2 separate regions of the Bos taurus genome follow, and region 2 is linked to region 1. A link is a contact called in public Hi-C data. All regions are on one chromosome and are shown on one strand. The core of a region is the stretch at or near the end of the contact, and the rest is flanking DNA. Distances in the headings are between cores, read along the strand shown. Region 1 holds the start of MISP3 (MISP family member 3). Region 2 overlaps BRME1 (break repair meiotic recombinase recruitment factor 1).

Region 1 (6,347 bases), core at 1,883-4,382:
CCCACACGCCACAACGAAAGATCCCACGTGAGGCACGAAGATCTCTTGTGCCACAACTAAGACCCAAGTCAGCCAAATTTTTTTTTTTTTAATAAAAGCTTATTTGCCATAATAGACATTAGAGAACACATTTTTAAAAATTAGCTTTTAGTTGTAGTAAAATACACAAAACAAAATTTACCATTGGTAGCATTTAGTACATTCACAATGTTGTACAACTGGCCACTGTCTAGGTCCAGAACCTTTTCATTACCCCAAGAGGAAATTCTGTACCCATTAAACAGACACGCCTTCCCTAAGACCCTGGCAACCACTGATCTGCATCTGTCTCTATAGATTTACCTATTCTGGACATTTTTTTAAATCAGTGAAATAATACAATAAATAATACAATATGTGGCCTGTTCTGTCTGGCTTCTTTCACTGAGCATAATTTTTTCAAAAGAGAAAGTGTGAGTTGCTGAGTAGGGTCTGACTCTTCGTGACCCTATGTACTGTAGCCCACTAGGCTCCTCTGTACATGGGGTTTCCCAGGCAAGAATACTGGGTGGGTTTTCTTCTCCATAACGTTTTCAAGGTTCATCCATATGTTAGCCTGAATCAGTGCTTCATTCCTTTTTCATGGCTGAATAATATTCCATTGTATGAATGGATCACATTTTGCTTATCTATTCATTTGTTGATGGACATTTGGGTTGTTCCCAGAAGGAAATGGCAACCCACTCCACTATTCTTGCCTGGAGAATCCCAGGGACAGAGGAGCCTAGTGAGCTGCCGTCTATGGGGTCACACAGAGTCGGACACGACTGAAGCGACTTAGCAGCAGCAGCACCTTTTGGAGGAGAGTTTGTATTTTACTTCATTGCTTGTAGCTTGATTTTATAACTGTTAGCTATTTATTACTACTACTACTAAGTCGCTTCAGTCGTGTCCGACTCTGTGCGACCCCATAGACAGGAGCCCACCAGGCTCCCCCGTCCCTGGGATTCTCCAGGTAAGAACACTGGAGTGGGTTGCCATTGCCTTCTCCAATGCATGAAAGTGAAAAGTGAAAGTGAAGTCGCTCAGTCGTGTCTGACCCTCAGTGACCCCATGGACTTCAGCCTACCAGGCTCCTCCGTCCATGGGATTTTCCAGGCAAGAGTACTGGAGTGGGGTGCCATTGCCTTCTCCGGTTAGCTATTTAGATCAACACTTATATAGGCTTCTCTTTATACTCTTGTCCTGGGTTCCACCTTGAGGCAAGATTGTTCTGTTTATAATTGTGTCTGTCTCCTAAACTCAATGGCAACTTCCAAGTCTATTTCTTTGTTCCCAATTTTGGGAACATTCTTTGGTAAGTGTTATGTGTTAGGCACTGTTCTAGGCGTGAGAGAGCTGGGTGAACACGACAGACAGAAAATGCTGTTAATACAACTCACTCTCCAGCTGAGGTCGGGGGCAGGCAGAGATAGATAATATACAAATAAAGAAACAAAGGTAAATGATGATAACTAGAGTATTGTGAAAGTGTTAGTCGCTCAGTCGTGTCCAACTCTTTGTGATCCCATGGACTGTAGCACACCAGGCTCCTTTGTCCATGGCATTCTCCAGGCAAGAATACTGGAGTAGGTAGCCATTCCCTTTTCCCGAGGATCTTCCCAACTCATGGATCAAACCTGGTTCTCCTGCATTGTAGGCAGATTCTCTACCGTCTGAGCCACAAGGGAAGCCCAACTGTAGTACTGGGTGAATTACAAAAAATAAAAAAGGCAGGGATAGAGTTACAGAGAAGAGCTGTGTTTGAGGTAGGCTGGGTGATCAGAGACCACTTCTCTGAAGCAGTGACATCTGAATCAAGTGACATCTGAATAGCAGAACCCAGCCATATGCTGAGTCATTCCAAGCAGACAGAAAGGCCAGTACAAAGGCCCTGGGGTGGGAATGCAATCGCAGAGTTTGAGGAAAGCATAAAGGTTCAAATGGAGGAGGGATCAAGGGAGAGGGTGTCAGGAGATGAGATCTGAGAAGTGGGAAGGGGTTTTGAGCCAGGGTAGGAAATTTGGATTTTTCTCCTAAGTTTGGTGGAGAGATATCGGAGGGCAATGAATGGCTGGGAACAGGGTGGAGAGAAGTGGATGACTTCAGAATATGTGTTGGAGGCAGAGCAAACAGCAATCCAATATATGAATGAACTGGGGTTGGGTAGGGAAAAAAAAGAAATTGAGGCTGAGTTCTACATTTTGGGACATAAAAAACAGAATGTGTGAGTTGCTGTATGTAGTAAAGAGAAGTAGAGTTGGTGGGGAGACCAAGAATTCAGTTTTGAAAGTGTTCAGTTTGACCTATATATTAGACTGGGGACAGTTGGATATGAGTTAAAACTCAGAGGAGAAATTAGAGCTAGAGATATAAATTTGGGAGACATCTGCATAGAGATGGTGTTTAAAGTGTGAAATTGGAGTTTGTCAAGGTCTGAGTGTTGGCAGGAAAGAGATTGTATACTTAAACTGAGTAATTGATCAGAACTCAATAGAAGGAAATAAACAAGGCATAGTGCACTTGCTGGGTTAGCATCAGCTGGGAGCTCTTACCACCCCATAGCCCTGGAGAGAGAGCTGTTTGGAGCTGCTGCCGGCAGTGGAGGGACACAGCCAACAAAGCTTGGAGGAAGAACATATGGGTTAAACATCCTGATCTCTCATTCTCCTCTCTCCCATCAGCCAAACCCAATGGAAGCCAGAGGGGAAAGAACCCCACTGATGCAGGTGAACCAGAAGTCTGAAAAGAGGCACCTGGGAGGTTAGAGGATAAACCATAAGTGGGTACCATTCTCCAAGACTAAGGAGCTAGTGGTAAGGAACTCAGGGAAAAGCCAGTGACCAGGTCTGGTAAATGGAGGTCAAGGAGGTCCTTGGACAGAGAAGGGTCAGTGGTGTGGTGGAACCAAGAGCACAGTATGCTTGGCTAGGAGAGAGATGCACATACTCATGTGAAGTCGTTTTTGACTCTGTGACTCTTTGGACGCTATCCCGCCAGGCTCCTCTGTCCATGGGTATTTTTCAGGCAAGAATACTGGGGTGGGTTGCTATTTGCTCCTCCAGGAGATCTTCCTGACCCAAGGGTTGAACCCGTGTCTCCTGCATTGCAGGCGGATTCTTTACCACTGAGCCATCAGGGAAGAAGAGGAACAGGAGGTGATGAGTGGAGAGTCCACTGTAGAGACAACTCATTCCAGAGGTAGAGTTTTCATCATCATCACCTCCCAAAGGGGTAAGTACTGCCATCCCCATTTTACAGATAAAGAAACTGAGTCTTGGAGAAGGCTGACACTTAGCTCAGGTTCTCAGTGGGATGGAACCCAGGTGGGCCCAATTCTAATTGGGCCAATAGAGTCAGAGGGAGGAGGGTAGCTGCTTGAGATTGGGATCCAGGAGAGAGGGGAGTGAGAGGGTGGATGGAAAAGGGAGTCACCAGAGTAGGCAGAGAGTTGGGGGATTATCGGCACTCCTGAGACTGTGTAGCCGCCCCCTCCTTTCTTCAGGTAACTATCTTTTTCACTGGTCATCCCAAAATGGAGGGGGAGGGGTGGAGGCAGGTTTTGGCGAAAGCCAGTGGAAGAGAGTGGAAAATGATGTCCCTGGGAGTAGGTCGCCTGTTCCTGGCATCAATCCTGGCCAAGAACACCACAATCTGGCCCCAGCTGGAGGGAGCTACTTCCCCCACAAGCCTGGATACTTCTCTGGGTCTCCCAGTCGCCTGGTCCCAAGGTGACCGCCTTTCCAACCTCAGCCGCACTTCTGGGTCCTGGGCGCGCTGTGTGTGCCTGCCTGCCTCGTCCCTCGGTCTGGGAGTGCGCTTGGCAGCGGCCGGCTCGCGAACTTTTCCGGGTGGGGTGAGGGGAAGCGCCCTTATGGGCCTGGCGCTCGGCTCGGAAGTGTGAGCCGAGGCATTGGGAGACAGACTGGGGCGGGCGGAGAGGCGGTTCCTGGCGCCCCCTCCAGCCCGAACTGTGCGCTGCAGGGGTGGAACTTCAAAGGACAGCCGGAGCCCTTTGGTGTGGCTGCCAGCCGGCTGACACAGGATTGGCGGGCCAGGCCAGGCCCCGGAAAGATGGTTTCGGAGGACACCCCACCAGAAGACAGTGGTTCAGAGGTTCAGCCAGGCGTGCAGCTGGGTGGGAACCAAGCCCCCTGGTAATGCCGGGGACGTGAGCCCGAAAAGGTACCAAGGTGGCGCCCACTGAGTGAACACTGCATCTAGACTGGCGCCCCCAGGTAGCAGGCTAGGTCTAGGGAAGCTCTCTTCTAAAACATCCAATGCCCCGAGCTGACAGGCGCGTCAGTGGACCAAACCCAGTGCCCAGCTGAGGCGCCCCCCTCTCGGGGGCGGGGCTAGGGCGGGGCCCCGAGTCCGGCCGGCAGGTGCAGGGGGCGGGGCCCGGCCCTGCCCCCGAGGGCAGTTCTTGGAGGCCAGGGGCGGGTCAGAGAAGTGGCCCGTGCGGGCGACGCCTTGGAACCCGCGGACGGCAATTGCAACCACAGGTGCTGCGCAGGGCAGGGTGTCCCAGCTCTGGGCATCAAAACTCCAGCGCTGGGAGCTAAGGCTCCCGAGCTGCTCCCAACCCTGGACACCTAGGCCCTGGGCGGCAGAACGGAGCCCTGGGGTCGTCCGAAGCGCGTGGGCCTGAACCCCCCGGCTTAGATAGCGAAATTCCCAAGCCCGCCGCAGAGCTGAATACCGACGTCCCCGTGCCCTCCCCAGACCAGGGAGCGGAGACCCCCGAGCAAGAGAAGGAAGTCCTCGGACCATCAGCGAGGCAGGTTGCAGAACGTCCTGGGCCGGACCGTAGCTGGGGGCTTTGAGAGTCCTGGGCAAGGAAGCGACGACCCTGAACCGTCTGAAGCGCCAGGCACGGGGCTCCTGGAGCAGTGTCTCTCTCAAGGTCCGGAAACCTTCTTTGAGTCGAACTCGGAAGCCCTCCAGTTGCGTTCGGAGACCCCACAACATCCCTTAGAGGAGCCACTCATGGAGACGCCCATCGAGCGCGAAATTCGCCGCAGCTGCGAACGCGAGGAAAGCTTGCGCCGGAGCCGGGGCCTGAGCCCAGGTCGCGCGGGCAGTGAACTCGTCGAACTGCGCGTGCGGCCGGTGCTCAGCCTGCCGGGCCCTAGCCCCGCGCTCCCGCGCGCTTTGGAGCGCGCTCGGGCGGGCGCTCAGATGCAGCGAGACATCGAGCGGGAGGCCTATCGGCAGGCGGCGCTGGCGCGCCCCGAGGTCCCGAAGCAGAGAACCCGGCCGCCGCCGCAGCCGCTGGGCGAGCTCAAGCGCTTCTTCGAGGCTGCTGGCGGGTGCTCCTCCTCACCCGCGGCGGAGGGCAGCGCAGACGCGCAGCGGCTGCCCGAGCCCGGAGGCCGGCCGCATTCAGTCGTACAGGGCCGGTGTCCGGTGCTGCCTCGCGCCCCGCCGCCCATCGCACAGTCGCTGCTGGAGCAGGAGGTGCGCGAGGTGAATGAGCGCGAGCGGGAGCTGCAGCGCCAGCGGCTGAGCCTCTACGGCACCGCCGAGTTCAAGGAGCCCGCGCCCAGCCTAACGGGTAAGCCACCGGCGTCCCAGCGCTGGGGATTCCCAGGGCTCCAGCCACTTTCACCGACTCCCCAACTCCAATGGTCCTCTAATCCTCAGGGTCCCCCTTCCTGGCTCCCAAACTCCCCGGACACCCCTCTCGACTCTCCTCTCTCTGCCCACCCTTTCTGGACTGACCTTCCCCTATGCTCCACCCCCACCTTCGTCGGAGTCCCAGACACACCCCACCTAGGCTTGTGGTGGGGGAAGGGAGCAGGATCTTAGATGTCTTTGTCGGGTTCCCAGGGACCCTCCCTGCGTTCTGGCACACCTGGATCTCCCCCTCTGAATTTTCTGATTCCTCCCTCCTCACTCTGAGTTTGTTCGCCTTCCCCATCCCTGGGGTTCCTCCCTCCTCCCTCGGGACGGAGGCCTCCGTGGGGAGGAGGGGAGTGAACGCCTGTGTGTGTTTAAGGGGCGCGGCCGCTCTCCTTCGTCCTGACTGCCTCCTGCTGCTAAGGCGTGGAGGTGGGGGGGCAATCCCAGCTGAGCGCCCCTTCTTCCGCAGTGAGCAGGGGCGACGGAAAGCTGGCGGTGATCTGGCCTCCTCGCAGAAAGGCTTCGGAGAATGGTCTGGAACAGGTGGGAACCCCTTTCCCCTCCTGCCCTTACCCCAGCCCTCTGCATGGGAGAAAACTGGGCTAGCGAAAGGGCTCCCGGGGAAGTCATCGGGCTAGGACCCAAAGTCCCGGGAGTGGCCCGCGGGTGAGAAGGAGGCGGTGGTCGTGGGGCCCATACTGCCC
Region 2 (6,347 bases), core at 2,232-4,731, 180 kb before region 1:
ACCCACTTCAGAGGGTTGGGTGGGGGAGAGAATCCATACACAATAGAAGGCTTAGAACCATGTTCTAGAACTGTTGCCCTAGTGGGTAAGCTGGGGCTGGGGTTCCCTGTGTGACCTTGGGCAAGACACTCTCCTTCTCTGGGCCCATAGAGGGTATATTGTTTTCAGGCGCAGGGTGAGCTAGCAGGGAGGCCGTGGGGACTAGTGATGGGGTCTGGCAACAGGTACAGCAGGGGCTGCAATCTTGTGCGGAATGCAGGTGCCACGTGACCAGAGGGAAACAGCCTCACTTGTCCACTCATTCGCCAGGTGGTTTGTGAGGCTTGTCCTGTGCCAAGCACTGGGCTGGGCTTGGCCTTCAGTGGTAGATGGGACAGTGACAGTTATAACAGAAACGGGGGAGTCTAAAGGGAGCACTCAAGCTAGACAAAGAGGTCCAGGAGGGCTTCCTGGAGGAAGTGACTCCTGGAAACCTCATTCAGTTTGGTGAAATGCTGAAGGGGGTCTGGGCACTGGGGCTCACTAGGGAACTTGGTTAAATTCCGTGCGTCTGGGATGGGAGTATGCGTGCATGAAGGATGGAGGGGAAGGTGTCAGAAATTTCGGGGAAGGGCTGCTTGCTGATCGCCTTGAAGAGTTTGGACTTGAGTACTAGGGAGCTGAGAAGGGGACACGAGTAGGTCTGTGTATTAAGGGTGTGTTAGACTGTGCGTGTGTTAGACTGTGGCTAATGGGTTGGGCTGTGGGGGTGGATTTGAGGGGGTTGGAAGAAGTTGGTCCTCCAGGCAGGTGTTGGAGTTGGCATCAGTTTGGAGGGAAAGAACCATGAGTTTGCTGTGTGTGGGTCACCCCCCGGGAGGGTGGCTGGAGGCTCCCTAAGGTCTGCACAGCCACAGAGGGTTCCCTCCATCTTGCTCATCAAATTCGGAGTCCAGTTTTGCAGGCCTGAGTGAGGCCAGAGCATCTGTACTTCTAACTAGATCCCCTTGACCTCCGTAGCCGGCAGGCTTCGAGTAGCTAGGCTTACGTATCAGCAGTTACTATTACAGACTCGAAACACCTCCGCTTCTGCAGGTTTATAAGAGAAATCCGTTTTAGCAACTTTGGGGAAGTCAGCCAACAGAGGGACCGGTTTGACGGGGCGGTACCCCATTACTGCCTCTCTCAGACTGGGGGCCCCTCGGGAAGTCACCAGAAGGGAGGACCCCTTCCCATCCCGGCGGCTGTGCGGAGAACACGTTAGAAGGGTTGTGAGACTGCCTGCGGGAGAGGATAGTATTCCTGTGAGGTCTGACAAGGTCCAACTGGGAGAGGGAGGAAGCGGAAGCGACACAGAGACGATGGTCTCAGAATCTTCTTTTTTCCCCTAGGGAACAGGAAAACTTGACTCAGGGGTGGGGTGGGGTCGGGGAGCCCTCACTACGATATTGGCACGGAAAGGCTGCCTGAGGCTGTCCTCCCAGGAAACTTTCTGAGTGTAACAAATCCGGGGTTCCCGGAGCCCTGCGGCCGCGAGGGGGCAGTACGGCAGGACAGAGTTGGGAGTTTCCGTTGCTTTGTGTCTGGCTCTGGGTCCCACCTGGGACTGCCCGGGGCTGCGAATAGCACAGGGGTGCTAGTCCGGAAGGAGCCTGCAGGTGGAGCCAGAGCCCCGGCAGCTCTGCAGGTTGAGTCGGAACTTCCGGATCATCGAATCATCCTTATTACTAAATGCTTTTCCCCTCCCCCCAACTCTGCTTTTAAAATCTAGGTTCCAAAGGTGCCAGGAAGTCTTCTGGAACTCCTCCCTCTTCCTGCTGCCCCTCAACTTCTGCCTAAGGAGACTGGCGTGGGCAGGATGACGCCTTCACCTGGGGATGGGGACCCAGGCTCAGTGGAGGCTGGGTTTCAGGGAAGACCCACCCTCCGAGGATCCGCCCCCTAGACGGTGCCTCCAGCCTGGGGGCTTGGCAAAGGAGCCCGGTCTGGGACCACCGCCCAAAGCGCGCCCGCCCCTGTCACTGAAGGGGGTGGTCCTCAGGCACCCCTGCCCTTCTTCCCCAACGCTGAGCAACCAGTCAGCGCTCAATAAATGTTTATGAATGGATCAGCGTCATACGAAGCCCGGTCTTGGGACAAGGTATCGTGAACTGCGCCGCTGGGGCTGTCGCGTCCCTCAGCCTCCATATGTTACTCTGATCTCCGGTTTCCTCAACTGCTATTTGGATTTCTTTTCGCCCTGGGGCGCTGGGGTGAGGTGCTTTGGGCTGAGAAATGGCAGCTGGGGGGTCGCCCCAGCCCGGCACTTCTGAGCAGACATTTGCAGTGGAGTTAGTGCCATGAATCTTGTTTCTGTGACTTTTGTGTTTGCAGACTTTTCTGGCCACCTCTTGCATATTGACATGTCAGATGGGTAGATCCAGCACACTGGAGGCGGGGGCCTGATTTGAGGGGGCAATGGAGAAACAATTAGAGGTTCCCCCATCGTTGTCCTCACCTCAGAAGCCCTCAGTGAATGTTTAGGTTACCATCGATGCCCCAGAAACTGGGGGCCAGAGTCACATGCCAGGCCCTTCAGAACAAGGGAAGGACTTCTGGGTTGGGGCAGGGTGAGGGTTGGGGGCCATAAGGAATGGGAATATGTCCTGGTCAGTTGTGCCAGACAACAGCTTGGGCAAGGGGCACTGTGGAGGCTGTACTTCTTCAGGAGTGGGAGGGGACAGAGGTCCATCCCCACCCTGGTAGTGTGATCTGGTTCTCCTGGGGGGCTTGGCTTGGGGGGATCCCCACCCCATGTCTCCACCCCCAGATCTTGTTCCACCAGCCTTGAGGGGGCAGCAGGTAAGAAGTGCCAGTCCACATTCCTTCTCCAGTCCGAGGGCTGGCCTGAGCCTGGTCTCCACCCCCAGCCTACAAGGTCTCCTGGGGTTGAGTCAGGGCAGAATTTGGGCTTCCCAGAATTTGCCCTTGGCTTTGCCATTTGATCTGGGACCTGAGGCCACCTGAGGAGGGCTGCGGTGAGCCAGGGATCAGAAACGGCCCTTGAAGACAGCCTACTGCCCAGGCTTGGAGAGAAAAGGGAAGGAGGAGAAAGAAGACATGAGGGAGGCCTCCTCAGCAGTGCCAAGGGTTTCACATGGAGTCAGGGGACACAGTACCCCAGCCACTCTCAGCTACGTACAAATGCTAATTATATAAGCCAGAGCCACTGGGGCTTGAGACCCAGGGAACAGGGTGACTGGGCACATTCTGGTGGGTTCAAGGAAGGGGCTGTACATTCTGCAGGGTAAAAAGGCTGGGGGACTCTGAGCCACCTGAATGGGATGTCCCAGGTATAAGAAGGTGGTGGCAGGAGGGCCCTCCCTGCCTTGGCCCTAGGAGTTAGGGTGCAGGGGCGACAGGCAGAGCAACAAATTAGTCTTGGGTCTGGTCCACCTAGTGGTGACCTATTTAACAGAAGCAATGTCTTCTGCAAAACGGGTTTGACAGCAGCACTTGGGACTGCTAGTGACCATGTGACCTCACTGGGGCTGTGGTGAGGCTTGGTGGGGCAGGGTGTGCGCACGCTTGCCCTCGGCACCCTCCAGGCATTAGCTGTGTCTGCATCAGTTATAATTCCCACCCAGGGTTGCCTCCTAGACCAGGGCTTCTCAGCAGCTTGTCCCACAGAGGAGAGGCAAGGCCAACTCAGCACTGAACTCCAGCTTGGACAGTCAAGATGTCTCAGTGGGCTGATTGGTCCACAGATACTTGTGTGCTGGAATTTGTACACATGCACATCTCTGCACATACCCACCTGCTCCAGGAGAGTCTGACACTTGCTAAAGCATGGGGACCCCTAGACTCCATCTGGGAGTGGGGGCCCCCGGCAGTACACCAACTTGTCTTCACAAAGAGCATGAGAAACAGAAGGAGAACAAGGTGGTATTAGGGAGGTTTGTGGGCAGGCCATCAAGGAACTGAAAACACCTCCAACCGCAAACAGGTCGGTCACACGGTCTGAGGTCTGGCTAAGGCATCATTTATTAATGGGCTTCCCAGAAGAAATGGAAATCCAGTGAAAAACAAGGGTATGACCAACAAAGCAAGCCCTTTTCTCCTCCAGGAAAGAAACAAATTCTGAACCTTCAGTAACCTCAGCTAAGGAGCTGAAATTTGCAAACTCAGATAACCATCTGGGTGGCCCCGCGCCCCTGGCTCAGAAGCAGCTGGCTTCCTGGGGCCCCAGAAGGCCTGCCACAGGGAGGAGCAGGTTCCCCGCCCCACGCAGCTCCCAGGGGAGGCCGATGACAGAGGCAGGGCCTCTCGTGTTTCCCGTGGGAAGCTGACTTCCCCGTCAGTTGAGGGACGGTTTCTGGGGCCCCCAGGACCGGCACGTGAGAAGGTCAAGATAGCAGGGTGGGGGGAGCGAGCACACAGGGTCTGCAGAGGGATTGTTCCCCACTGTTGGGCAGGACATTTCTGGGAGCCAGTGAGCTTGCAGGAACACACACCACAACCCCAGGCAGTTTGGAACCAGCTACAGATCCCTCCAGGACTGCTCCCCTCGGGGGAGGGTTCCTGCCCCCTTTGCGGTGTAGGGTGTGGGGGCCTTCCCGGCCGGCTTTGCTTTCCGGTAGTAGTTGAGGCGCTTGAAGGTCTCCAGGTCCCGGTGGGTGCTCATAATCAGCCGGCTGGGTGGAAACAGGCCTGGGCTGTGCCCCACCTCACACTCGGGCACACTGGGCTGCTCACATCGGCTCACTCGCTCATGGGTACTCGGGTCACACCCGCATAAGCACAGGCGTGTGCACAGTCCGCATCAGCCTGCTGCAGGCAGGCTGTGACCCTTCTAGCCCCTCCTTAGAGCCTGACAACTCTGTGAAGGAGAAGCTTCCCAGAGGCCCCTCACGGGGGGGGGCTGGGCCCAGCCTGGCTCCCCCAGATCACTGGTACACTGGGGCCTCCATCACCCACCCCCGGCTCCATTCCCTCTGCCTGTCCCAGGGACTGTGGGTCCACGGTGCCAGCCCAGCCCTTACTTCAGGTTGGAGAGCTCCATGACCAGGCCCCTCACGGTGTCCGTCGCGTCCTCTATGCTGGCGGCCTCGTAAGTCTTGATCCCCACTCGTGTCCTGGCGGGAAGGGAGGCAGGAGGAGAGCTCACTGGAGAGCCCCACCAGCCTCCACTGGGGGCGCTCTGCTGAGCCTTGAGCCATCTCTCCAGAGATGAACACCTTTGACAGCCATGACGCCCCCTCCCACCAGGCAGGGTCCTGATGGCCAGCCCCATGGCTCTACCGCTTAAAATACACCCAGAATCTAGCCCCTTCCCCCACCAGGTGGCTCCTGTGGGGCAGTTGCCACACCCTCCTCGGCCCCCACCTCCTGCCCTTATATCCTGTCCCCTCAAGTGGCTTGGTGGGGGGGGCTGTGGAAATGGAAACCCAGCCCAAATCTCTCCCCGCAGCCCTACACCATCCGCCGTGCCTCCAGACCCACCCACTCCCTCTTGTCCCTCTTCCCCCTGTTGCAGCCACACTGAATTCCTGGCCATTCCCGTAGCACTTCTTAGGGCTCTGAAATGTTCTTTCCAGAATGTCTCCTCCGTGGGGGTGGGGGAGGGAGAAGCTGGGAGGGGGACCCTCCCTCTCCCTCCCCATCCACCACAGGTTAAAATCTTAACCCCTTCCCTGCTATCTTTTTCTCCCCACCACTCTGCCATCTGACCAGCTAATAATTTGTCTGTTGCTCACCACCACCCCCCAAGCTCCCACCCAACTAGGGAGAAGCTGTGTTTCTCCCCAGTGCCCAGAGCAGGTCCTGGAAGACCTGGCATTGGAGGGCATCAGTGCCTATAGAAGGGGTAGACAGGCGGGGCACCACTGTATCTAATAGGTATAGCCTGTGGGGAGGGAGCAGAGGGTCATACAGCTTAGCAGATTCCTGGGCTGTCACTAGAGGAACTGTGGTTCTGCTCCCCCTGCTTTAGTCACCCTGAGATGACTGGTCAGCCTGGGCCTCAGTTTCTTGCCTTTTCTCTCTTGGCCAAGGGCCATAGAAGCAGACCCCAGGACCCACCTGGGGGCTTCCAGCCATCCACGTGGGGTTGCATTGAGGCCGTCAAGAGATTCACACGCCAATCTCCCTCCTTTTTGCTTAAGCAATAGTAGGGGCCTTCTCTGGTGGTTCAGAGGCTAAGAGTCCGCCTGCCAGTGCAGGGGACATGGGTTTGATCCCTGGTCTGGGAAGATTCGACATGCTGCGGAGCCACTAAGCCCATGCTTTAGAGCCTATGCTCTGCAGTCAGAGAAGCCGCCACAGTGAGAAGCCTGTGCACTGCAACAAAGAGGAGCCCGTGCTCTCTGCAACTGGAGAAAATCTGTGAG

The links. A called contact is a pair of places that touch in the nucleus more often than the background predicts.
Region 2: a Hi-C map of liver shows a contact between it and region 1, with 2.5 times the contacts expected there. The contact joins the enhancer-like site here to the promoter of MISP3 in region 1. A contact is called at or near these places in 2 of 11 Hi-C or Micro-C datasets (liver and skeletal muscle).

Annotation. Positions count from the first base shown.
Region 1 is chr7:11,623,946-11,630,292 of ARS-UCD2.0, reverse strand. MISP3 (MISP family member 3) reads left to right here and starts at 3,132. Exons shown (of 4, transcript XM_015471954.3): 1 at 3,132-3,252; 2 at 4,744-5,575; 3 at 6,113-6,186. The coding sequence starts at 5,008.
Region 2 is chr7:11,803,050-11,809,396 of ARS-UCD2.0, reverse strand. It overlaps BRME1 (break repair meiotic recombinase recruitment factor 1), which reads right to left. Exons shown (of 9, transcript XM_005208638.5): 8 at 5,001-5,093; 9 at 3,985-4,652. The coding sequence ends at 4,499. NANOS3 (nanos C2HC-type zinc finger 3) reads left to right here. Exons shown (of 2, transcript XM_059888542.1): 2 at 1,751-2,086. The coding sequence ends at 1,841. Among named protein-coding and RNA genes, the nearest start is that of MIR181D, 5.2 kb to the left of the region's middle. Within about 2 kb of position 3,481, at least 23 of the 102 cell types and tissues checked have an H3K27ac peak or open chromatin away from gene starts, as enhancers often do. A contact at or near this core is called in liver, where this site is marked.